Linked DNA regions of Pan troglodytes: region 2 is linked to region 1. The links are chromatin contacts, called in public Hi-C maps. All regions are on one chromosome and are shown on one strand. The core of a region is the stretch at or near the end of the contact, and the rest is flanking DNA. Distances in the headings are between cores, read along the strand shown.

Evidence for each region. Hi-C and Micro-C count contacts between places; a contact is called where the count stands out from the background.
Region 2: a Hi-C map of a lymphoblastoid cell line shows a contact between it and region 1, with 2.9 times the contacts expected there. The contact joins the promoter of LOC134806926 here to the enhancer-like site in region 1. A contact is called at or near these places in 6 of 7 Hi-C or Micro-C datasets (blood, induced pluripotent stem cells, a lymphoblastoid cell line and 2 more) and 1 of 1 datasets of contacts at active chromatin or transcription factors (stem cell-derived excitatory neurons).

What each region holds. Positions count from the first base shown.
Region 1 is chr1:76,370,828-76,375,922 of NHGRI_mPanTro3-v2.0_pri, reverse strand. No RefSeq gene overlaps it. Among named protein-coding and RNA genes, the nearest start is that of FASLG, 67 kb to the left of the region's middle. Within about 2 kb of position 3,547, at least 1 of the 24 cell types and tissues checked has an H3K27ac peak or open chromatin away from gene starts, as enhancers often do. A contact at or near this core is called in a lymphoblastoid cell line, where this site is marked.
Region 2 is chr1:76,652,112-76,657,947 of NHGRI_mPanTro3-v2.0_pri, reverse strand. It overlaps LOC134806926 (phosphatidylinositol glycan anchor biosynthesis class C), which reads right to left and starts at 1,572. Exons shown (of 1, transcript XM_063811516.1): 1 at 406-1,572. The coding sequence starts at 1,572. The coding sequence ends at 679. PIGC (phosphatidylinositol glycan anchor biosynthesis class C) reads right to left here. Exons shown (of 4, transcript XM_001147637.6): 3 at 2,945-3,153; 4 at 406-1,786. The coding sequence ends at 1,714. It overlaps C1H1orf105 (chromosome 1 C1orf105 homolog), which reads left to right. Exons shown (of 7, transcript XM_016932683.4): 2 at 4,030-4,115.

The DNA.
Region 1 (5,095 bases), core at 2,298-4,797:
GAAACCCCTGGAATTGGAATGTGGGGTCACGAAAAATTGCCTTTTAAAAAACAAAATAATGAAAATCAATCAATTATTAGTACATTTTGTTTGCCAAGCTATTCCCGGAACCAAGCCAGGTCCGACTGTGTTTTCTCCAGTCCCAATAATGAGAAGCAGACAAACTAGGAAAGAAGGGAATTTATCACTGTAACCAGATACACAGAGAAGGCCGGAGGTAATTCCACCAACTCAAAGTGTTTCAATTTTCTTAGCGCTTATATAGGTTGGGGCTATGTGCCTATGTGCAGTATAGCATTCGCCTAAGTCTATTGGTAACTGATTCTGTTTCAACTAGAAGGTCAGAGGCAAAAATTGCTTGCTAAGTCCAATTAAAAGGGCCCCAGTACCTTCAAGGCCTGTCTACTGTGGTACCAGAGTGATTATTTCTATCTCATCTCCTTTACAGCTTGGTCCGGAGAGCTGCCTTAGACTCTCCAATGAATCTATTCAAACAGCTGTCTCTGTTACCTTGACTTGTCTCAGATTTTGTCAATGCAAGATGGGTCCTGGCAGTAGGAATGTAAGACTGTCTCTATTATTTTGGTTTGCTCCAGGTTAGGGAGAAGCCCATGCAAGTTTCCTACTGACCATATGTTTCATTTCTAGTTTTGATGTCTGGGCATTGATTTCCCTAGGTTTAACTATTTGCTCAATGGTAAGACAGTGCTATGGAAATTTGTCTGTGTAACTGGAGTGCTATGTAGGCCTGTCTGTGTGACTGTCATGCAGGCCTGTCTGTGTGATTGTCAGGGAGAATTGGCCTGCCACAAAGCCATCTGTAAAATATCCTACTCTAAGGAATAATTTCTAACTATGTTGCTCATGGGAACTTAAGAGTTATTCACATACAAATAAGAATAGTTACATGTAACTAACTTTTACTGACTAAAATGTGTATTTTACAGGCAGGGCACAGTGGCATACACCTGTAATCCTAGCACTTTGGAAGGCCAAGGCAGGCAGATTGCTTGAGCCCAGGAGTTTGAGATCAGTCTAGGCAATATGGCAAAGCACTGTCTCTACAAAAAATACAAAAATTATCCAGGCATGGTGGTGCATTCCTGTAGTCCCAGCTCTTCAGGAGGCTGAGGCAGGAGGATCACTTGAGCCTGGAAGGTTGAGGCTGCAGCGAGCAGAGATCGTGCCACTGCACTCTAGCCTGGGCAACACAGCAAGACCCTGTCTCATACACAAAATATGTATTTTAGTGTCAGACAACAATAATATTTTGATAGTAAACATTTTTCTCTTTAGCTATTACTATTCCATGTTGCAGATATCAGTTTTGTGTTTCGCATGTTAAAGTTTGAAGTGGCCTTAAAGGACATCTAGTTTATCCCAGTCCTTGACTGTAAACAGATTTTAAAAATGAAGAAGCTACAATCCAGGTGGGCTGGAACTTCTCCACATGAGGTGCAAATTATTAGCAGGGTAGAGCGTAAATCTCAGATCTGACTTCCCATCGCATGTTCTTTCAGATATTGTGGCTTGATTGGCCTTATTCCGGACCCTTGGAAGTCCAGGTGTCAAGAGTAGGGAAGGCCTTTTTCAGTAAGAACTTTGCAGTCTAGTGGAAAAAAACAGGTAAGGACTGAACTCTGACATTTTTACTTTCTCAGATTTCTTTTTAAGGGCCCACAGGGAGTCAAATCTACAAGACATAAAATTATGTTAAACAAGTTTTTTTGACCCAGTATATAGTGGCTTACTTTTGCAACCAGACTCTGGTATGGCATCATGTAACAGAAAACAGACCCCCTTGTCTTAACTGAAGCATTCCTTTCTACTGACTCCAAGTTTTGAGACAAAGCTCAACTCTTTCAACCAATTGCCAACTAAATAATCCCTAAACTCACCTGTGTCTTGTAAGCTCTCACTGCCAGATGTCCTGCCTTTTTGAATAGACTCAATGTACAACTCCCATGTATTCGTTTATGTTTTGACATGCAATTTCTGTCTCCCTCCCAAACGTTAACCCAACTGCCTTGGGCACACCTTCTCGGGAACTCTTGAGACAGTTTCCCCAGGCCATAGTCACTCATATTGGCTCAGAATAAACCTCTTTAAATATTCTGGCAGAGGTTGATTTTTTTGTTGTTACCAGTAACTGGCACCTATACTAAAAGAATGTAATTAGGGATACAGTGAATATATAAGCAACACACATGTTTTAGGAAAACAGTTGAAGAGATACTTTACTCTTCTTGAAAAGGATTAAGGAAGTCTTATAGAAAGTGTTTTTTTTATATATAGCAGTATTCATTTTCAGGACTCTGAAATAACAGGGAAAGCTCCCAGGAGCTTTGGTATGGTGACCCATAAATAGTGACCTGAAAGCATGAGTATGAGAAGCTTTTAGCAATTTCAGTCCAATATGCATAGCACAGTCTCATTTAAGAACAATATATGTGTATGTCATGGACATAGAGAATGGAAAAATAGACATTGGAGATAACAAAATGTGGGAGAGTGGGAGGGACATGGTAAGAGTTGAAAAATTACCCATTGGGTACAATGTTCACTATTCAGGTCATGGGTACACTAAAAGCACAGACATCACCACTAAGCAATATATACATGTAAGAAATCTGTGCTTGTACCCCCTAAATGTCTAAAAATTTTAAAAATTAAAAAATAAAAAGAATATTTGTGTATTTGTGTGTGTATAATCACAGAAAGAAGTCTCTAAAGTTATATAACAAAATGACTGTAGTTTTCTGGGAGTGGGAGGGGTGGGGTTAAGATGAATAGGGGTGGGGTAGGCTCAAAGCATTCTGGGAATGAAAGTGAAACTTCTTTTAGTATTTATGTCCTTTTTATGTGATGAAATTATGTGAGGTTTTTACTTTACTGTGCATATTTCAATTAAGAAAAAGATGTGCAAGTCTCTTTCATCCTTGTTTTCTTCCATGGGTTTCAAATCAGAATCCTTTGTACTCTTGATGTAATGGCAAATATTTTGGGGAAACAATTTATTTTTTAATTCTCTTTATTAGAGCTCCTCCTCTCAAAGATTCTGGCATAACATGTGGAGCCCTGTCACCGGATAAGAAGGCACACTATTCTATCTCTCCAATTCTACCCTTGGACCAAAGTCAGGCACATGGACTCTTTCTGCCTTTGAATAACTTCCTTCCCTTGTATTTGAATAACTTTCTGCCTTTGAATAACTTCTTTCCCTTGTATTTGAGGCTACTTGATAGATTCTCTAGATGAATTCAGACAGGACTTACTTTCAGAATGAATACAACTCAGGCTATTAATCTGTGACCTCAGGATACAGAAATTATTATCCTCATCATGTGGATGAGGCAGCTCAGAGAAATTGAAAAGCTCACCGCAGTCACCTGCCAAATAAATGGCAAAGCAAAGCTATCTGAAGCGAGATCTACCTGACCCCCTAAGCCCATGCTCTCCCCTAGCACCATCTGTGTCATGTCTAATGTACAGTTGTCTCATGCTGTAAGATTGTAGGGGTGCTGTGGTCACCTAGCAGCAAAGCTTGCTGGCAAACAAGCACAGCTTATAAGCAGAGAACTTCCTCTTTTTGAAGCCACCTCAAACTGCCTCTGGGAAGGAATTCCCATAGCTACTTGGAGGAGCCTAGGTCCACAGGGCCTGCATGAAAACTGGAGTGGACATAGGACACAAGTTGTAAGCAGAGAAGACCTCACTTCAGATAGCTTTACTTTGCCATTTATTTGGTAGGTGACTGGGGCAAGCTCTTCAATTTCTATGACCTGCCTCATCCTCATGATGGGGATGATAATTCCTGTACACTGAGGTCACAGATTAATAGCCTTAGTTTTATTCATTCTGAAAGTCAGTCTTGTCTGAATTCATCTAGAGAATCTACAAGCACAGGTGGTAAGCAGAGAAGACTTGCTTCCTCTTGAAGCCACCTCAAACTGCCTCTGGGAAGGAATTAGCATGGCTACTAGTAGAAGCCTAGGTTCTCAGGACCTGTATGAAAACTAGAGTGGACCTAAGGAGAAGAGGGCTAGAGACCTGACACTCAAGCTGTTTGCATTTACAACCAGTGGTCTCTATATTACTGATTTTCAACTATATCCCAAAGAAGAGTTCAGTGAAAATATTTCCTGGATTCCATAAAAATGTGACTCATATATTTTTAAAATATATTTTAACTATTTAGAAAAACTTTTTAAAACCCTTTTAAAAATAGTCTGCAGAACAAAACTTCTTTTGCCGTCACTGTACACATATATGAATACCTTATGACAATTAAGGAAAGATAGCTGTACACCAGCCTTGCTTTGAATTTAGAGCTGAACATGTCTGCTGGTATAAAATTGTATCAGTAGATATGTGTGTATATTCCCCAGTTGTGTCAAGCACAGATCAGACACCTCTCCTCCCCATGCTGTAATATGTATTACAAATGCAATAACAAGTTAAAGTGGAAGAAGATGGGTAACACAAAACCTTACTTTTGATCATTTTAGTGTTTAAGTTCTGGGTGATTTTGTCTGATTTATATTTATGATAATGAATAGAGTCATTTATTAAATATTGTTGGTGACTTGACTTTAGAACCAAAAATTAAGACTCATGATTTTTTAAGTGCCTCGATCAATTTAATTGAAGCTATCCTGAGATTTCAATATGACCTGTTAACAGTTACAATTGCTTCTCTGTTTGACTTGATTTCTAAAGGTCTGGTTCCCTCAATGTGTAAGTCTCATGTAAGCTTAGCAAACCAGTAATTTTCCTTCTCAGCCTTCAGTTTTCTGTCTGTACATTGAAGCATTTGAAACGGATGATCATCATGATGTGCTTCAGCTCTGTAACTCTCTGAGGGTTCTCTTTAGTTCACAGCTTATTTACACAGTTAATAAAATTCATTTCTGGGAGCTCCTCTGCATGTCATCTGACTACTAATGTCAAAACGGCAGAAGTATACTAAATAGTAAAGTGGCTTATAACTACAAGTAGATTAAATGCTTACTTGTAGTTTATATTAGGTTCTCACTGACATTGCAATTTGTTGAGAATTATGTAAAAACTGGAAGAATTAAACATAGCTGAGTAA
Region 2 (5,836 bases), core at 323-2,822, 280 kb before region 1:
AGTCTCCCTTATCCTCCAAGACTAAGCTTAAATGTCACCGCCTCTCATATTTCCTAATTATTCCAGCTGAAATTTATCTCCAGCTTCTGAATTCTCCCTAGCATTCTGCTTATTGTGACACATCACACTCTGCTTTGCAATTAGTTGTGATATGCTTCCCTAAGAACAAGGTAGAAACTCTGAGTCAAGGTTAAGTAACCAATTCTGTGATCTTGGGCAACAAAACTGAACATAGCACCCTGTGTTCTAAGATTTGAGCCCTAGATAAAGAGCATTAGCACATTGAAAGGGGTAGAAAGAAGTGACTTTACACACACACACACACACACACACACACACACTTACTTCACTCTTCATGCCCCTCTGTCTGCCTCCTGTTTATGGAAAAATCATGAGACAACTTGATGAATGTGTTATTTTTTTAATAGAAACCACATCACTTCATATGTTACAGCATGTAATTCAAGAGGTCCCCAGAAAGTTTTTTCATCTACACAATAACAGAAAGGATAAGCACCCTCACCACCCAAGCCTTTGGTTCATTTTTTTCTTGTTTTGATCTCTGTTCTCTTACCACAATGACATGCTGCTTCCAGAATGGAACTCTGTCTTTAAGTTCTATACTAGTTAGGAGGCTAATCTATCAGCTTGCCTTAATAACGTAATGGATGTCCTAATTTAACTGAGGAACCTGGACAAGTCTTCCTTGATTTCAGCTTCATCCCAAGGCCCATGAATGTTTTCTTTAAAAAGCTGCAAGCGAATGAGGTAGAATGGACACAGACATGAGATAGACATCAGCAGAAGGGCAAAGAGTATGGCTCCCACAGCACTAATGGACAGTAGGCCTCCCAAGGCTGAAAACGCAAAAAGCAGTGTGACCCCCACATAGCTCCGAGGAGTACATGCCTTTAGTTTCTTCTGCAACATGGGCCACAGGGCAAAAATCTGAATGGCAAACGTCACCATGATGAAGGCATGCAGGGACCGGGGAAGACGTGATGCCAAGCATACAGAAGCAAAGATGGCCATGTTCAAGGATAGTGTGCTGGATACAATGGCAGCATTGGCACCATAGTCAAAAAAGATGAGATGGCCTAACAGCATGAAGACTGACATGGCATAGATGGTGTCAGTGCTGACAGACTCTGTAAGGGTCTTCAGCACTGGTGAAAACCCATAAGTGAAAGTAATGAAGACTAGGGCACTCTTCAGGTCAGCCCACCGGGTCTGCCCACTCTTCTTCCGCCCTTCACCTCCATCAATGAGATCAAACAAAACATACCCAATCAGTGAAGAAGCCAGGCCAGTCCCTAAAAGCCAATGGGGGGCCAGAAGACCCTCATCCATATACCACCAGATAACCACAAAAACACAAACACTGCACAGCTGCTGGATCACCACACTGGACTCAAATACCACAGCCCAATATTGGTATTTCCGAGCATGGATGTTTTTCCGGAGCTCTTCCAGGAATCGCCGGTCCACATAGTTATCAGGAAAGGGCTGTCGCTCATACAAGACCTTCTGCCACTTGACCTCCTTGGTGTTAGTTACAGGTTGAGCACACATTATCCTTTCATTCAAACTCAGGCCAGTTTAATCATCGCCCTCACAGAAGTCCAGGTGGTTCTTGTTCTTTATGAAGTTTTGAAATGAGACCTCCCTGGAAATTCCATGCTGTGTTGATGTTCTACCAACCTTTCCTTGTTTTCAAAGGCAGCAACCCAGGCTAGGCCTACAATAGATGAATTTGTCTCTGAGGCAGGACAACACAGCCAAGTTCCTAGAAAAAGAGAGACTGTGAACCTACGAAAGTTGTGAAAGGTCAAGAGTAGCACTGAGTTAAAGTCAAATCAACTCAGTTTACTAAAAGTCTGAGAAAAATGTATGTGGTAGTCACCTTATGGGACATTAAAACTGCATTTCAGATTTGAAAATTATAATTCCTTGAATAATAATAGACATCTGTTAGCTATCGCTTATTGAGTACCTACTATGTGCTAAGTGCCTTATGTATCTTCTTTCACTTAATCCTCACAACCTTGTAAGTTAGTATTAGTCCTGCTTTGGTAAAAAAGCTGAGATTCAAGATGCTTAAGTAACTTTGCCCTAAGGTAACAGAGCAGAGCCAAGATTCAAACCAAAGTCTTATCCCAAAGCCTGTGTCTCACATTGTATCTCCCTCTAAAGCAGTTCTTAACTCAGTGGTTCACATATCCCTTAGGTATATCACATTGCACGCTTATATCTGGATTTGTGTAAATTTATAGGGATAATATCCATAGTTTTTATTGGTTCTCAAAGGCATGTTATTTGTATTTTTTAAGTTACCAATCCAAAGACAATAGTAAGCTGCACCATACAGAAAGGTATGAGCTCTATAGTTTAGCCAAAATCAAAGCCTCAAAGAAACTAGACTCTTCTTCCATTAGCTGAGCTTAGCATCCTTTAAAGAGCTATCAATCTACACAAAACAAGGAAACTCTTGAGAGGATCGAAGAAGATAATCATTCCTTTTTCACAATGAGAAAACTAAGAGTCAGAAACACCACAGCCATCCGGCAAATTTGAGAAAAAAAAAATTTCATATTGCCCGACTTTATTTCTTCCATGCTAGACCACGACAAATGTTGCTTGGCAAGCCAGACACCGTTACCCCCTCTGCAGCAGGGATCCCAGCCCGGGAATCTTAAGGCCGCCGCCGGGGTTGGAGGGTCTGCGACGCCCAAAAGGGCAGCGCCCGCCCGCAGAGTGGGGCTGGGAGGGGACAGGGTAGGGTAGGGTGACCCCAGGGTGCGCCTTCACTCTTCTGGCCCCCCATTTGGCTTTTTGGGTGGGCCTCCCACTTCCGCCGCCGCCCCTCACTCAGCCTTGGGTCTGCGGGAGGCAGCAGAGGAAAAGGAGCCCCGGAAACACTGACCGTTACACGGAACCCACCTACCCGAGAGTTCCTAGGGTTGCGCAGCTGAGGGACGGCGGCACCCAGCCTTTTTCCCGCTCCGGGGCGCCGGGGCTGCGACTGTGGCCAAGCACTTCCGGGTCCGCCGCAATCTCCTCAGCGAGGGCACCCTTCCCCGGCTGGAACCATCGCGACGTGACTGCTGCCCCCTCCTGGCTGCTCGGAGGACCTCCGGTCTCCTCTCCTGGAAACTGGCCCAAACCCGAATGCTCTGAGCCTAGGAAGGCAAATCCCCAGCAATCCCCTATTGAAAGATGGGATGTGCCATCTGAAGGACTGGGTAAGGCAAGAGAGGACAAGGAAAGAGGCTGGGCCGGTAGGTGAGAGATAATGGCCGCTTTTGTTGCGCTCCTTTATTAAGTCAGGCCCTCAGCTGGGACTTACCGTGCATCCATGTGTTCATTCCACAGATACTGATTGAATGCCTGCATATAACAAGCCATGCTTGGGGTGCTCATGATACAGCCGTGAATGAAACACACAAAAATTGCTGCTCTCATGAAACTCTCTTTTTTGGTGCATTGACCTTTACACTGATTATATCATCTCCCCCCTCAAAGAGGACAAATCTAAGGCTCAGATAAGTTGTATTTGTCCAAAGACAGGCACCTGGGAAGTAGATGAACAGAGATCAATATCCAGTTGTCTATAGCTTCAAAGCTTGGTTTTTTTCCTCTTTACCTCCTAAAAGAAGTGAGGACAAGATTGCTAATTAAACTGAGTTCATGGAAATATTAAAGGATATATAAACAGAAGGAAGTAATAAAGAAACAAAGGGATGTAGTAAAACACAGGATACAGTGGAAATAAAAGTCAGAAAACATGACCCATTTACTAGCTCAGTGACTCAAGGCAAATCACACTACCTGAGCTTTGATTTCTTCATCAGTAAAATGGAGATGACATTATTTGCACTTGGCTACTTTATAGGATGGTTAAAGAGTTAAATATAAAAATGGTTTGTAAAGTGTTCACTATATGGCTGCTATTAGCTGACTTTGGCCATCGTAATGATAGCAATGTTTAAGTGTGATACATTCTGTAAAATGTTCTCTATTTCCCTCTAGGCTTCTGTTCCAAAATTTGACAAGATTCCTTGGCTTAGTGAGGCCAGCCTTGTAAACAAGCCATTAGTGCTCAGCCTCCCCAGAAGGTAACCTCTCAGCCACCGAGGGCAAAAGTTTTACGAAACATCTCACAGAAGATGATTTCTTCTTAAGGGATGGGGACAATTATCAGAGGGCGCATTTGATCCACTGAGAAACTCAAATCAAGTGCTTTAAAAATAGAAATAATCCGGGTTTCTCAGAAAAAAATGATCACTGAGTATAGGCCTGGCTAGAGGAGATGAGATCTCAAAATTTTTCCCTCTCCACCACTACCACTCAACAGTATAAGATAATTTTGCCCCTAGACACTGTCTCTCAAAACACTTCCATCCTCTTTCTCACCCCACATTTTCTCCACTGCTGTAGTCTGAAATTTTCACATTTTTACCATCAAAAGTCTAGAACAGTAAGTTCCCATCTTTATAGAATAGTAACTCTGTATGTAATTTTGAGGCACCCTCCTACAATCCTGTTAGTCCTACTCCTTCCAAACAAACTACTATATGACACATAAATCTATTTTTCAAAATTGCAGGAATTACATATCTAGGGAGCATTTCAACTGTCTCTTGAAATAATTGGGTTACCGTGTTCCTTCTCCATTTTTGATGAAATGGTTCCTAAGTGTAGTGATAAACCCCACTCTGGGAAGGGGACATGGACGGAAGGGTAGGTGTGAGGTAGTGTTGGGGTGAATGAGAGAAACCAGAAAGAGGGCAGAGAGAAAGAGAAAGGGCAGGCATAGAGGCCATTCCAAAGGCACATGACAGACTAAAAAGGATTGACTCCTTGGCATGCGAAACAGCTCGTTAGAAAAGCCAGACTCCCCAAAAAGAGTTTCTCCTCCTGTTGATAACTACCATGTACCCTCCTGCCCATGGATAAGTGACTTCATAAGCAAATTCCCATCACTGTCTCCACATCCCCACTTTAGTAACATGTACCTTTGCTTTGTCTACTGTACATTAAAAAAAATCTCATTCTCAGTAAATAGGTAGACAGTTTTAGTATTTTCAGAACAAAATTCACAAGTGCTTTCAAGTGCTCGTTATTCAGTTGTGTTATTTTTACATAATTTTGAATATAACTAAAGCAGATGATCAGAGGTTCAATAAACTCAAAGGCCTATTTAAGAAACAAAAGTACTAAGTGATAGAGTGCTTATTAAGAGTTGTTAACACTGCATGGATCAGCACGAGTAAGGACAGTCTAGCATATTTTAATTGAGGGTGGGACACAAACTCACAGGCCCATGACAGTCAGATGAGGGGCATAATGAGTAAAGCTGGCCAAACAGGACTGCAATGAATGGGAAATCACCTCCCCCCTTCAGCCCACCCCCACGCCAGCAGTGTTACCTGCAGGCATGTGAGTCCAGAGGCCAGATCCACTGGGTCTTCTAACAGTACTAGAAATCTGGATGTTTTATGTGAAATTGCTAGTGTTTGATCTAATAGGGTAATATCCCACCATCCCATACTACCCCCCCCATGCCCATTAGACCTGCCCCAGCAGCGAAGAGCAAAGTATCCTTGTGCATAGCTCTCTTGCCCCCAGCTCCCTTGGTCTCTAATTACACAAGCCTTTGGCAGAGGGTGGAGATCAGGGAGAAGGGTAGGCCCAGAATACAGCTGGGCATCGGCAGCACCTGTTCACTTTCACAGCCAGGTCCTGGAGGGTCAGAGCAGACAGTCTGTTGACAGCCAACTGGAAAGGGAGTGGGCAGTTTTTCCTCCAGCCAGCCAAACCTAAGCTAGGCACAAGG